Regions from separate parts of the Mus musculus genome. Here all the other regions are linked to region 1. The links are chromatin contacts, called in public ChIA-PET and HiChIP or PLAC-seq maps. All regions are on one chromosome and are shown on one strand. The core of a region is the stretch at or near the end of the contact, and the rest is flanking DNA. Distances in the headings are between cores, read along the strand shown. Region 1 has its middle 66 kb from the start of Sipa1l1. Region 2 overlaps Sipa1l1 (signal-induced proliferation-associated 1 like 1). Region 3 has its middle 110 kb from the start of Gm30799.

Region 1 (4,671 bases), core at 743-3,242:
CTTGTAAACCCCATGCTTAAACTTATATTAAGATATGCTTAATAAAATCTCCAACTTGATTTCACTGAACTGGCCAATCCCGAAATTCTTTTCAGCCTCAAAGTCACCAATCCTGGTCTGGCCTGAGTTGAGGCTCTAAAAGTCTACAGGAAGTCTTAGGCTAGTGATGGTAGCAGAGTGAGGGCTTTCACAGAGTGGTGTCTGGCTTGGGACATGCGCCCATCACAGAGGCACAGCCCTAGGCCACTGCTGTGGTGCCTTTCACCAAAAATTCTCAGCCTTTCTTCTCACAGCTGAAGTGACTGGAAGACTTTAAAAGGCCTGTACACATTTGCTTTGATTTTCCTTGTTCCTTCATATGACAGGCAGATATTAAAGAACTGGACATTTAAGAGTTAGGGCTTAGAGATGTGCGACTCAGAGACAGAATGTCTGCCTAACACTCCCAAAGTTCTTGGATTGAGAGTCAGGACTACAAGGGAGGGGGAAAGACTAAGAAGACATTCAAATGCGGTTGCACATACAGGGAAAAATTTAAAAGCACAGCAAGCATTGTGTATCTAATGGCAGATCACCAAAATATTTTAAAATCCTGAAAACAAGGGCTAGCTCTATAGCAAGTGCTAGACTTTAGCTCTCTACTTTCAATACTAAATAGAAGTGGGCTGAACAGAAGGAAGCATAAGCAAGCAACTACACCCACTGCACACAGAGCACTAGCAGGCCAATCGTGGCCTCTCTTCTCTAACATTGTCCAGAATAAACCAGAGTCAGACCAGGAAGTAGGTCGCAATAAACTGTTAAAGCTAGATATGATGCAAAATATCTTCCCCAACCACAACAGAAAAAAGTTAGAAGTCAGTTACAGGAATAAAGCCAGAAAAACCATAAAATCATCATCAATATTGAGCAATACATTAGTAAACAGCTAACTGAAACAAGAGAATAAAATACAACATTTCAAAACACAAGATATTACAGCGGAGACAGGGCTAAATGTACAGTACTCGATATAAAGGGAACGCCAAGTCACTGAGCTAATACAAATTATAGAACCAGAAAGACAAGAAACTAAACAGAAGCTAGGAAGAGAGAAAGAAATGACAGAAGCAGAAATAAACAGAACAGAGAGAAGGAAAAACAATGAGAAAAAGCAGAGACCAAAAGTTTATTCTGGGGAGGAGGGGGGAGTAGAACTCTCCAGTGTGGAAGGTTCACAGTTACTAAGATCATACAGTAAGGCAAAGCGAGGACGGTTCTCGTTACTAAAACCACGAACAGAGTGGGGACGGTTTACCTGAGTTCACAGAAACAAAGGGCTGTTAGGAAAGCTAGCAAGTCGGATAACTTACATTACGTAGACAGGTTTCTAGAACCACAAAGTGTACCAAAGCTATATTATGAAGAATATAAGTTTAATGAGCTGTGACTAGTGAAAAGCAGAAAGCAGAAACCAAAACAAAAATCTCCTGACAAAGAAAGGGTTTGAACTAAGTCGTTTTCCAGATGAACATTTAAAAGACAATCCTAAAGCGTTCAAAAGCCTGGAGAGAAGGGCTTACCTCTGCACACATCCTTACGGGCCATAGCCTGTGGATGCCAGCTCTAAACAACACTGTAAGAAACCTACAGGCAGGAGCTCTAATGGGCACAAATAACAAGAAGCCTCAAGAAAATGCTAGTAAACTGAACTGAGCAGTATAGTTACAGGATTATAGACAGGAGCCCAAGTAGAAATGGTTCCTGGAATGTACAGAGGTTTGCTACATGCAAATCAATCTGCAATAGACCACATCAACGAGAACCAATGAAACACCTCCCCCTCCCCATGATCAGTTCAACTGATGTAAAGGGAAAAGCAATTGACAAAATGCAATACTCCTCACAATGAAAACAAGAACAAACTGGCAATAGAAGAAAAGCACCCAACTTAATCGAATCATGAAAACCCACAATGACGCTCAGAGATGACAAAGCATTTCCTCAGAGACCAGAAACAAGGTACGGATGTGACCACAGCCTCACTTCTACCCACTAGAGTATCGGAAGGTCTGACCAGAGGACTCAGGCGAGAAAAAGAAACAGACATTCAAGCTGTAAAGAAAAACTAAGCTTATCTCGATCTACAGATATTACATGCAAAGTCCAAAAGAGGCCACAAAAATAAAACTGAACTCACACATGAATTTGGATACTTGGCTGGGTACAAAATTGAGCTGCAATCCCTATACAGTGAGCATTAGGAAAGAACACTGAAAACATAATTCTACCCACACTAAGTTCAAAGAAAACAGTGAAAACTGTGACCAAAGCAGAAAAAGACATAAGAGGACCCCTCCCCACAGTGTGCACAGAATAGATGTAATTGTTATGATGCCATACTACCTAAAGCAATCCACAGCTATAATCCAATCCTTATCTAAACTCTGGGACATTTTCTACCCCCACCCCTTACAAAAAAAAAAAAAAAAATCCTACAATGGAGTTTCAGGAAAGCAAATAGCCAAAGTGATCTAGAAAACGGACCTAACAAGTGTGATGGGAGGCACCACACCTGCTAGTATCAAACAAATTAGAAAGCTACAGTAATCAAAACAGTGTGATCATAGCATCCAGACAGACATAAAAACCAGCCAGAGCACCCAGAACCAAGCAACCCCTCAGAGAGAAGGTCAACGGGCTCACCAAGGCTGCTGAGATCATTGCCTGATAGTCTCATTCAACGAGTGCCATGCCTCGGGGCCAAAGGACTCTCTGCAGGCCACACAATCAAACAGGAACTCTACATACCAAGCCTTAATTTAAAGTATGTTAAAAGATGTATATGCAAAACCCTAAAACGGGAACTTTACATGCAAACCCTAAAAGTGTGTCAAAGATGCATATGCAAAACCCCAAAAGAAAACCTCCCTGAGAAAAAGGTCATGGATTCACTGCGTGGTATTTGACCTCTGACAAGACAATAAGAAGAAAATTAAGACATGAAGTTTCTCATAAAAATTCAGCTTTGACTCTGCAACTCCCTCCATGGGTGCCCTGCTCCCACTTCCAAGAAGAGGCAAAGCGTCCACACCTTGGTCTTCGCTCCTCTTGAATTTCATGGGTTTAGCAAATTGTATCTTCTATCTTGGGTATCCTAAGTTTCTGGGCTAATATCCACGTATCAGTGAGTGCATATAGTGCGAGTTCCTTTGTGATTGGGTTACCTCACTCAGGATGACACCCTCCAGGTCCATCCATTTGCCCAGGAATCTCACAAATTCACCCCTTTCAATAGCTGAGCAGTACTCCATTGTGCAAATGCACCATATCTCCTCATCCATTCCTCTGCCGAGGGGCACCTGGGCTCTTTCCAGCCTCTGGCCACTACAAACAAGGCTGCTATGAACATAGTGGAGCATGCGTCCCCCCTACCGGCCGGGACATCCTCTGGATACATGCCCAGGAGAGGCACTGTGGGATCTTCCGGTAGTACCATGTCCAACTCTCTGAGGAACCGCCAGACTGATTTCCAGAGTGGTTGTACAAGCCTGCAATCCCACCAACAATGGAGGAGTGCTCCTCCCTCTCCACACCCTCGCCAGCATCCACTGTCACCCGAATCGTGACGAAGGGATGGACCATCTAGTGATTGCCATATACAGGGATCCATCCCATGGTCAGCTTCCAGGCGCTGACACCATTGCATACACTAGCAAGATTTTGCTGAAAGGACCCAGATGTAGCTGTCTTTTGTGAGACTATGCCGGGGCCTAGCAAACACAGAAGTGGATGCTCACAGTCAGCTATTGGATGGACCACAAGGCCCCCAATGGAGGAGCTGGAGAGATTACTCAGGGAGCTGGGGGGAACTGCAGCCCTATAGGTGGAACAACAAGTGTGAACTAGCCAGTACCCTGGAGCTCTTGTCTCTAGCTGCATATGTATCAAAAGATGGCCTAGTCGGCCATCACTGGAAAGAGAGGCCCATAGGACTTGCAAACTTTATATGCCCCAGTGCATGGGGAACCCCAGGGCTGGGGGGGAGGGGGGGGGAGGGGATTGGGGGGTGGGTATGGGGGACTTTTGGAATAGCATTGAAAATGTGAACGAGGAAAATACCTAATAAATAAATAAATTTTAAAAAAATTCAGCTTTGAAAGATGACCAACAGAGTAAAAAGGCAACCCACAGAATGGGAGAAAATACTTATAAGTTGTATCTGATAAGAAATCACTACAATTTTATGAGGTCCCATTTGTCGATTCTCGATCTTACAGCACAAGCCATTGCTGTTCTCTTCAGGAATTTTTCCCCTGTACCCATATCTTCGAGGCTTTTCCCCACTTTCTCCTCTGTAAGTTTCAGTGTCTCTGGTTTTATGTGGAGTTCCTTAATCCACTTAGATTTGACCTTAGTACAAGGAGATAGGAATGGATCAATTCTCATTCTTCTACATGATAACCACCAGTTGTGCCAGCACCATTCGTTGAAAATGCTGTCTTTTTTCCACTGGATGGTTTTTGCTCCCTTGTCAAAGATCAAGTGACCATAGGTGTGTGGGTTCATCTCTGGGTCTTCAATTCTGTTCCATTGGTCTACTTGTCTGTCACTATACCAGTACCATGCAGTTTTTATCACAATTGCTCTGCAGTACAGCTTTAGGTCAGGCATGGTGATTCCACTGGAGGT
Region 2 (4,671 bases), core at 993-3,492, 120 kb before region 1:
GCCCCACACAATGGCTATGCCTCCTCTTTAACTTCAACTAGAAAAGTAATCGCTTTAAAAACTGAAAAACAACATATCTTCATTTTCATATTCTTAATGAACACCTTTTAAAATGAATATTCATTCAGTCAAAATCACTACCAGGCATATGAGACTTGACATTTCCCAATGAAGCAGAACTATTGATTCGTTCTACAACAAACTAGCAAGTGCTTCTGACATGCGTAAGCCAGCCTTACTCTATTCTATTTGGGTTTACCACATTACTTCATGCTGAGTGCTGAAGCCTCTAAGATCTGGATCATCATTCTAGGAGGAGTAGACTGGGGCACACAGCAACAGGGGTCAGGAATGTGGGCTATGAAGTCTGTGCCTGGAAAACGCATGTAAATCATTCCACACAGCACCTGGCTTAGTCACAGCTCAACCCAAGTTTCCAGCTTGCTCGGTGAGCCTGCTTGCTGCTCTGTGAACACATGGAGCCTTGCCTTTGACTTTGTTCCTACTGATTCTGGTCTGGAACATCTGACCATGTCCTTCTGCCCTTCAAGGGGCACCTCATTCTGATCCTGTCAGCCAATCCTGACTCACGGCCTTTGATCTCTCTGTTTGCAGTTATCTTAAGTTTATTACGTTAAGTCTGACATCTGTTACGGTATACTGCATGGCATTGTCTCTTTCATGGATATGAGCTGTGTTTTACTGGCCTATTTATTTCCCACAGTCTTTATCAATCTACAAGGAGTGTGTGTGGAGTTGCTCCACTTACCCTGACTTGTAGAGTACAATATTTTACTTTTAATAGGACTGCTCCCAAAGGACTTTACAAAGATGAAACAGGACAATGCATTTAAATAACAAGTGACTTTTTATTTCCATCAATAGCACCTAAGATTCCTTGACTCTTTTTCAAGAGCCTAGAGTTGTACTGAGTGTTACACATTTATCAGCTCCTGAAAACAGGTCATGACACAATGTATCATTCCCCATGCAAAAAGTAGATGAGGCCCAGGTGGATTTGACTGACTGCTGGAGACAAGACTGACATAACTGAAAAGTACCTCAAGTGACCAAACAATATCAAAGCTCACAGAATAAATAGTGAAAGTCCTCGCACTTCACAATTCCCTTTAGGTCTACTGGCGGCCATATTGTAATATTTAACCAAATATAACAATTACCATATATTATACTTAATAATTTATGAAGGACGAAATTATTTTAGTAACCAAAAATAGGGAAGTGATAATTAGAGAATAATGGCCAATTCTGTGAATTAAACAAATGTAACTGAGTTAAACTCATCATGGAGTTCCTGCGATGCTCCTGTACTGGAGGGACCATGAACGTAATGCCATCATGAACTGCCATCACTATACTTACTATTACACTTCATCACGGGTCACAACCATCTGCGGCCCCCACACTGCAATCACCAAGAGGACACAAAATGTGCCAGACGCCCCGTAAAAATGCACAACTGGAGCATGAATTTTTAAATTTAATATGTTTAAAACAAGGGAACTGGCAATAAAACCCCGTCTTTCTATGAAGCAATCTAATCTGTAGAGATTGCGAATGTTAAGTATAAGACCAAGTTATCAATGCCTGAGCGGGTTTCTCCCTCCTGGGCAAACACAATAATTGAAATGACTGAACTAATAAAGCCACTGGCCACCCCACACCCTCTTCCTTTATCCATGTTCAGAGTGTGTGCTGGAAGGCAGTCCTGAGCACTCCAGCTCACGCAGTCGCCTTCTGAAGGATGCAGCGTGTCAAAGTTACAGCAGCACGGACAAACAGACACTCCCAAAATTCCTTGTGTATTTACATGGAAGGGACAGTAGCTATGATACACTGTGTAAGGGTGACAGAGGAGGAGGATTCAGAAAGCTCTACCAACTTCTAGTTCACCTTATATGTTCAGTGAATGGAAATAAAGACTTAAAAAGACCATGACACTAATTTTTGGAAGGTGTTCATTTTAGTTTAGTACAATCAGAATTTTGGGTTAATGAAACATAGATAAAATTTTATTCACAAATGACATCATACCTAGTTACATTTTACATGCAGTGTTCAAGCTACTTTTACCCACTGCTAGGGTGCAAATGTCTAAACACTGAGGACGTTCTGAGGAAGGTGACATAGGCAGAATGTCTACGAGGTGTGTGCTCAGTCACTGTGAGCAGAATGCACTAGCGCTGCCGAGTGGCAGTGGTCTCCAGTCACAGTAGCCTCTTCCTTTCTCTACACAGGCATCTACTCACCCAAGCACCTTGATCAAAGGACATTGTGGTCAGGAACACAGAAATGGAGGCAGCAACCTTGAGCATTTTGACAAAGCTTCTGACTCATACCATAGTTTTAATTTTTAAAAGTCCTAGGTAAAATGCATCTCTGCAGTATTAAAAAGTAGGCTTTCTTAAGTCTAAGCTTTTAGAACAGTTAACAGCACATGCTTAGAGTCAGATAACTGTGTTCAAATCCTGGTTCTCTAACTCATAGAGTGAGAAATTGAATGTATTATGTAATTTCTCTATGCCTCAGATCCCTTTTCTATAAATTGGGCATGGGACAGTACCATTCTCTCAAGGTCGGAAGATAACATGAGATAACATATTTTAAAGTCCTCGGACAGCCTCTGATGAACACATTCAGCAGTACTTGCCATTCTCACTCTAAGTATTAGTAATGTAATCCCATCATTATACTTACTGTTATACTTAATACTATGTCTCCCCCCCACATACTCAGAAATCCATTGCATGTGCCAGTGACCACAGAAAGAGCAGAACACAGATAAAGCCCTCTATCAGCTTTGTTATAGAGAAATCAAATCAGAGACGGTCAAATGAACAATCACAACGAATCTCCTTTACAGTAAACGGGACAGTTCTCCCACCTAAGAAGAATCATCACGGTCTATACTGGAAGCCCAGAAGGAAACCCAAGCAGCAGGGACTGCACACCTACCCCTTGCTCGTCCAGTTTCATGAGCTGCTCTGTGACTTTGGGTGTGTTGAAGGCCAAGCGCAGGCACTGCACGTTGAGCTCTGGGATCACGTGTTCCAGCACCTCTTTCAGAGGCAATCCCCTGGCTGTCGAGTGCTTGGCCGTGGAGGGAATGGCATCCTCCAGGACAGACCCCCTCAGCGTCATGAGCTACAAGAGAGACAAGGGCTATGCTGAGGCTTCACAACATGAGATACTGAGTATGTACTAGGCTCCAGAAGCCGAGACAGTAGCTCTGCCCCAGGCTAAGCAATGGCTGGTGGTTGGTCAAGTCAGTGAGGTGGTACATGGGGAGACATAATACAGGATGCTCTATACATGAAAACTGCAGCCAATGCACTTCTAAGAACTCACAACGACATGTTTATTATAGTACTGAGCTATTTACCCAAGTGACAAAGGAAGCCTGCCCTCACAGTGATCAGTGAGCTCAAGGTCTTTGCATCACTCTACAGTGCCAGGCAGCACACTGAGGAACAGGGAGGCATCCCAGGGAAACCCTGAAAGAACACTGAGAATGTGGTTGGTATACTTTTTAAATGATGAAAGGGAGGAGGCGGATGCTTTATATTTCCTTACTGAAAGCATAAGCTGCTCATATCATCTAAGCAATGACTGCAGTCAACAGCACTGGAAATGACTTCTCTTTTCTTAAAACACTCTGGCTATTATCAAATATTAACTCGAGCAATAATGCTCTCTAGTAATAGAGATCTGCTAGAGAAACATAAAGCTGGGCATGAAGCCTAAAGGGGTCTTGATTTTCAAAAAGTCTATGTGGCAAAACTGTTCGTGAATTTAGCTACTATTTGGCAGTCTAAGAAGTGAAACACGGAGGAGATTCCACTAAACATGAAGCTGTAAGGTGTTGGCCACATACAAGTCTGGGGATGTGTGTGGCAGTATCAGGGAGAGATGAGAAACACAAACATGAACCTAGGGAAGACTGTTCATTAAAGAAAACAACAAGACAATGCAAAGGCAGAAATGGAATGACAGTGGCCCAGGCTACTAGGAAAAACCTTAATAGGTGACCTCAGATCATGTGTTAAAGAATGAAGGAACATTTCTACAAAAAGAAACAAGCAAAGGGAACATGAGCAAAGCCACAGATAGAGAAAGTCAGGGTCTGAGTGGGAGTGGGAATGCAGACCTGCTGTGGCTGACCAAGATGGGACAGCACTTTGCGCCCCTGACTCCACTGTGCAGTCTCACCGGGTTTCCAGAAGAAATGGCAGGCACACTTGGAGAAATCAAGTCAAGAATAAGATGGAACTCAAGAATCAGAAGCTGTATTCCTCCGCCCCTCAACCAGCAGAGAGACTATTTCATAGTAGAGTCATGAACACATCAAAGCCCCCTTTCTCATGAGGCTTACATTTTTATGGGAGAGACAGAAAACATAATAAGAACAGTATGTAAAGCTGTGTAAAGTCTTAGCAAAAAGACATGGAATCAGAGATTAGAATTCAATGGGAGAGAGCAGAAAATTCAGATCTATCCCAGCAAAGGGTCCTGTGGCTTATATGAGCATGAGTCAGAGAATTATGGAAGGCTGGGAACTGCTGAGAACGCTGATGCCATAGGAGGAACAAAGCAGCCAGGGGGAAGAAGGCCAAAGTGGCTGGGAAGGATGGAGCCTGGGGAGGTATAGGA
Region 3 (4,671 bases), core at 1,221-3,720, 70 kb after region 1:
GAAACTTCACTCAGCTCAACCCCACCTCTTTTTCAAAGGAAAGGATGCTTGGTGTATAGATATTCAACAATGAGCAGCAGACTTGTTACATGAACAAATGAAAGGCTAATAACTAAGGTCTAGAAGGTTATGGCTCTTCCAACAGCTGACAGCGAGACCCAGGGTTATCCAGGACCAGGGAGGTTGCTCAGTTCCCTTGAAATAAACTGGATGTGGGAGTGGGAGAAACCAAGACTGGATAATTCCCTGGGTCTTAGGAAAACTGCAGCCAAGATATATTACAGGCAGTTTCCTTAGTTTTCTTAATTAGAAAAGCACTTGATGAAATAAATTTTGCCAAAATGTATCTCCTTGGAAACCAAGAAACAAAAACTGTTTCTTTTCTCCTCTGCATAAAGAACATTTAATAAGGACTATTTTCATAATAAACAGCTATAACTGTTTTGTATCAGAAGTAAAACAGGTAGCTTTCACTAGTGAATAAACCCAGGCTTGGAGAGATGGCTCAGTGGTAGGAGCACTAACTAACTGTTCTTCTAGAGGACCTGGGTTCCTGACATTCACACAGCAGCTCACAGGTGGACTGTAAGTCCAGTCTCAGGGGATCCAATGCCTCTTCTAGCCTCAGTGGGCACCAGGCAAGCATTTGGTACACATAAATGCATACAGCCATACATACAAAATAAATCTTCAAAAAAAAATTTCAAATTGTTTCTAGAGACTTCATTAAAGACGCATATAAAGCAGCAGGACCCACATGAGACCCTAGTGTGATGGGAGGTAGAGACAGGGAGAAGCCTAGGCCTTGCCAGCCAGCCAGCCTCACCTCGTCCAGGAGTTCCAGGCTAATGAGAGACCTGTCTCAAAAATATAAATAAACAACAAACAAAGAAATAAAATAGAAACAAAAAGAACTGATACCCAAAGCACAACACCCAATGCTAACGTCTGCCCTTTACCAACGCTGACCTCTGGCCTCTACTCAGTATCGTGCCTGAACACACACAGCATACCCACTGAATTAATGCAATCTTCAGGACTACATCAAGGTTCTTTCTGAAACTTCCTCTAGATGCTGACTCTGTACACATTCTTTGCAAATCAGGAAATGCTGGACACATGACCCTTACCATACTACCTGCAAATGATAGACGGCCTCACACACATTTTGCCATTTAAATCACTTTACTGCCTTCTTCAAATGTGTCTGGTCTCCTCAAAAAACAAACAAAAGAAAGAAAAAACCCAGAAACGTTATTTTAGCTTTTCATGTGCCTATCACTCAATGTCTAGCCCTGTGAAATGAAAAGTACCCCCTAAGGAACCAACACCAACAGAACGGAATCACCTCTGTGGAAACGAACCCAGTACACAGTCAAAGGAGCTTGAGCACCAGTCACTGGGGAAGGAAAGTGTTGCCTTCTCAACAGTCGGTGCTAGGAACTGTGTGAGGTCCACAGGCAAAAGAATATAGCTTATCTTATAGGTTATTAAAAATTAGCTCAAAAGTGGGTCAAGAGTCTAGATAAAGTCTAAAACTCTTAAACTGTTTGAACATGGAGTTGGAGTAATGGCTCAGCAGATCAGAGGCTCCAGAGGATCCAGGTTCGGTTCTCAGCACTCACATGGCGGCTCACGACCATCTAGAACTCCAACGTCAGGGACTCCACCACCCTCTTTAGCCTCTATGGGCACTTGGCATGCATGCAGTCCACAAATACTGAAAGCAAAACACTCATACATATAAAATACAAAGAATAAAATGTTTTCAAAACTTCCTTGCCTCGAACACAACCAAGAGAAAAAAAGAACCTACAGAGGAAGTACTTGTAAATTACGTATCTGATAAAGGTCTGATAGCTAGAATATACAAATTAACTCTTAAAATTAAAAAAAAAGAAAAATAGAAAGTAAAGAAAAATGGGCAGAGTACTTGGAACAGATGATGACCAAGAACCATCAGAGGGCATGCAACAGCACTACCCACCAGGAGCCATCAACACAATGAGATTCCACCTCAAGTACCTGCATAGCCACAATACAGAAGGGGGTGGTGGCAAGCATTGGTGAGAATGTGGACAAACTGCAAGTTTGGTGACCTACTGCTGAGACTATAGAGTTGAAGTGCAACTACCATGGAAAACGTTATGGTATGAAAAGCTCCTCAAAAAACTAAAGCGAGCACCACACATGGCCCAACACTGTCACTGCTAAGTCAGCATGCAGAAGAACTGCATGCAAGCTCTGAGGACAGCTGTGTGTCACTGCTTCCAACCAGACTCAGGCAGAGGCAGACAGATCTCTAAGAGTTTGAGGCCAGCCTGGTCTACAGAGTGAGTCCAGGTCAGTCAAGGTTCTGTGACACAGAGAAGCCTTGTCTCAAAAACCACTAAGAGTCAGCAAGGGGTAAACACATCCCACCCACACAGCCATCCTACGGCCATGTACTACACGCCGGCTTCCTTGAGGACATGCCTAGTGAGATAAGCCAGTCACTTAAGGGCAAACACTGCCTAACTCCTCTTATGTGTGATGTCTGGGGATAACCAAATCAAAGAGACAGAAAGTTGGCAGTCACCAGGGGCTGGGATAGGAGGGAGAAGAAAGTAAAAGTTGTATGATGTACAGTTTCAGATACAAAAGTTTTTGGGTTTTTTGTTTGTTTTTCAATCTTAGAGCTCTATTTCACAAAACGGTAAGTAGGCTTAAAACCACCAAACTATATACACTTGTGTTTCTCGTACAATGTTTTTAGTGGATCATACAATTACCAAACTGAATTGACATGTCCCAGCCACACTGCAAAATTGCCTGACCTTTACCTGTAGGCAACCAGTTCTAGATTCCTTCTAAACTACCTTTCTTCAATAAACAGAACTGTGTTGAAGATCTGGGGGCTCTGTCCCTTTCACGTATCCAAAGTGAAATCTCAATGACCACAGAGAGCTACTAACACAGATCCAAAGATCATACAAAGTCACTCTGGAAAGAAGCAAGATATAACCACCTACCAAGACACCCACCAGGCTTCCCTGGTGCCTGGCTGCAGTAACCAGGCCTCCTCACGGCCTCTCTCCCCAGCACACACCCTACCCAAGGGGCTTCAGGCTATACGGTACGTTGAAGCCAGATCCAGAGCAATCCCAACAGAGCAAGCATTAGACTGTAACAAGCCTTTCTGTGACCCTGCTAGTACTCCAGGACTCTCACCCACTGAAACATCATTTCCTTATACAGTTGGCATCCTTCCTTTACCGACGCACATCAGCACTGAGGGCCTAATTTTAAAAATGACAATAAACTGTGAAGTAGTGTAGGAATTTCTCTATCTGGAGTCAGGGTTAGGAACTCCATTCAAGCCTAGGTATAGTTCTCCCACACAACTGAGCTAGGGGTCACACCCCCACCCCCATCACCACACACAAATGCACACACATCAACCACAGGCTACTTAGAAGTTAGAGCCCAGTATGCTAACTAGTGAGCTCTTCTGAAGTCTCCAGGGGAGCGTGGGAAGGGGAAAATGACCAGCCCCAAACAGAGCTGCATTTCAAGAGCAGACTGGTGTTTCCCTCAGTCTTTGGGTGACAAGGAGTACAGCAGGATACAGTTTGGGAGTCAGTCACAGTAGGCTGTTTTTCAGGGGGAGAGAGGATAGGAATGCTGGGGACTGACCCCAGGGCCTCACAAATGCTACGCAAGTCCTCTACACCACTGAGCCCTCAACTCTGCTTTGTGAGGCTAAGAAAACACTGACTTCCCACTTAGTCCTAGGGACACACAGGTGACAGCAGTAGGACAGCAAACATCTTGAGCATCCTTTTCCCGGCACTCTTAAGAAAGGGACTCTTCCCTGAAGACAGCTCAGTGCAAACTGCTTCTGAGTGCATGAAAAGAAATGCAAGGGGCTTACAGCATGCCAAGCTGAAATCTACATTTATTATATGATAACATTATCACAGGAAGGTAATATAGAAGGCTTAGGTAAAAGATACTAGTCAGAGCTGAGGGTATAAGGCAGTGGTAGAGCACTGCCTAGCAAGAGTGAGACCCTGGGCCTCCTGTCCTGAATGAGGAGGTAGGAGGTGAAGGCCTAAGAAGAAATAAAGAACCCAATGATAGTAGACTCCCAGGCTGCAGGAACATGAGCTATTGGCACAAAGCCCTCTGCTTTTTAATTTCTCAATAGCTATCTTCTGAGATCAGAACTCATTATAAAAGGAAGCAGGGCTCTGAATGAACCACAAAACAATCAATAACCGCACCTGTTCACACTTGGGTAAACGGCTCAGCTCAAGGAAGTAAGAAGGAACCTCAAGAAACTACCGCTCAATGCCCTTTCAGCCCCAGCAGTCTGAGTGACCCCTTTGTTTATAAGCCAGCAAGTCTCTATCACCAAGCCAGCATTCCTCAGGAAGCATAGTGTCTCATCAAACACTATGTAATTACCTGTTTCCCACAACTTCAAGTTAGGCATACTACAAATCTAATGAGAGAGAATTGCAGCATGGTAAGTAACCAATTAGAACCCATCAGCTGGAAGCTCTTATCTCAGACCTGCAGAAACAACTTGTCACCTTCCTTATGGTGCACCACCAGGACCCTAATGCCCCTCCATGCCAACCTGGGGTCTCACTCTAGTTCTTTTTATGAAACACACACACATTCATT

What was found. ChIA-PET counts read pairs in DNA pulled down with a chosen protein or histone mark. HiChIP or PLAC-seq counts read pairs in DNA pulled down with a chosen protein or histone mark.
Region 2: a contact with region 1 is called in an RNA polymerase II ChIA-PET map of memory CD8 T cells, with 2.7 times the contacts expected there. The contact joins two enhancer-like sites. A contact is called at or near these places in 4 of 115 datasets of contacts at active chromatin or transcription factors (CD8 T cells, extraembryonic endoderm stem cells, memory CD8 T cells and 1 more) and 2 of 9 other capture datasets (adipose tissue and liver).
Region 3: a contact with region 1 is called in a BATF HiChIP or PLAC-seq map of CD8 T cells, with 22 read pairs. The contact joins two enhancer-like sites. A contact is called at or near these places in 10 of 39 promoter capture datasets (the 3T3-L1 cell line, 3T3-L1-derived adipocytes, the C10 cell line and 6 more), 3 of 15 datasets of contacts at CTCF or cohesin (CD8 T cells, the G1E-ER4 cell line and the NIH/3T3 cell line), 47 of 484 Hi-C or Micro-C datasets (the C2C12 cell line, CD4 T cells, CD8 T cells and 34 more), 24 of 115 datasets of contacts at active chromatin or transcription factors (CD8 T cells, DN3 thymocytes, the HPC-7 cell line and 16 more) and 3 of 9 other capture datasets (adipose tissue, liver and pancreatic islet).

What each region holds. Positions count from the first base shown.
Region 1 is chr12:82,242,757-82,247,427 of GRCm38.p6, reverse strand. It overlaps a transcript of Sipa1l1 not described here. Among named protein-coding and RNA genes, the nearest start is that of Sipa1l1, 66 kb to the left of the region's middle. Within about 2 kb of position 1,992, at least 138 of the 459 cell types and tissues checked have an H3K27ac peak or open chromatin away from gene starts, as enhancers often do. A contact at or near this core is called in CD8 T cells, the SCID.adh cell line, Th2 cells and 3 more, where this site is marked.
Region 2 is chr12:82,361,437-82,366,107 of GRCm38.p6, reverse strand. Sipa1l1 (signal-induced proliferation-associated 1 like 1) reads right to left here. Exons shown (of 21, transcript NM_172579.3): 4 at 2,977-3,165. Among named protein-coding and RNA genes, the nearest start is that of Gm30916, 28 kb to the left of the region's middle. Within about 2 kb of position 2,242, at least 2 of the 459 cell types and tissues checked have an H3K27ac peak or open chromatin away from gene starts, as enhancers often do. A contact at or near this core is called in memory CD8 T cells, where this site is marked.
Region 3 is chr12:82,173,705-82,178,375 of GRCm38.p6, reverse strand. It overlaps a transcript of Sipa1l1 not described here. Among named protein-coding and RNA genes, the nearest start is that of Gm30799, 110 kb to the right of the region's middle. Within about 2 kb of position 2,470, at least 18 of the 459 cell types and tissues checked have an H3K27ac peak or open chromatin away from gene starts, as enhancers often do. A contact at or near this core is called in CD8 T cells, the SCID.adh cell line, Th2 cells and 2 more, where this site is marked.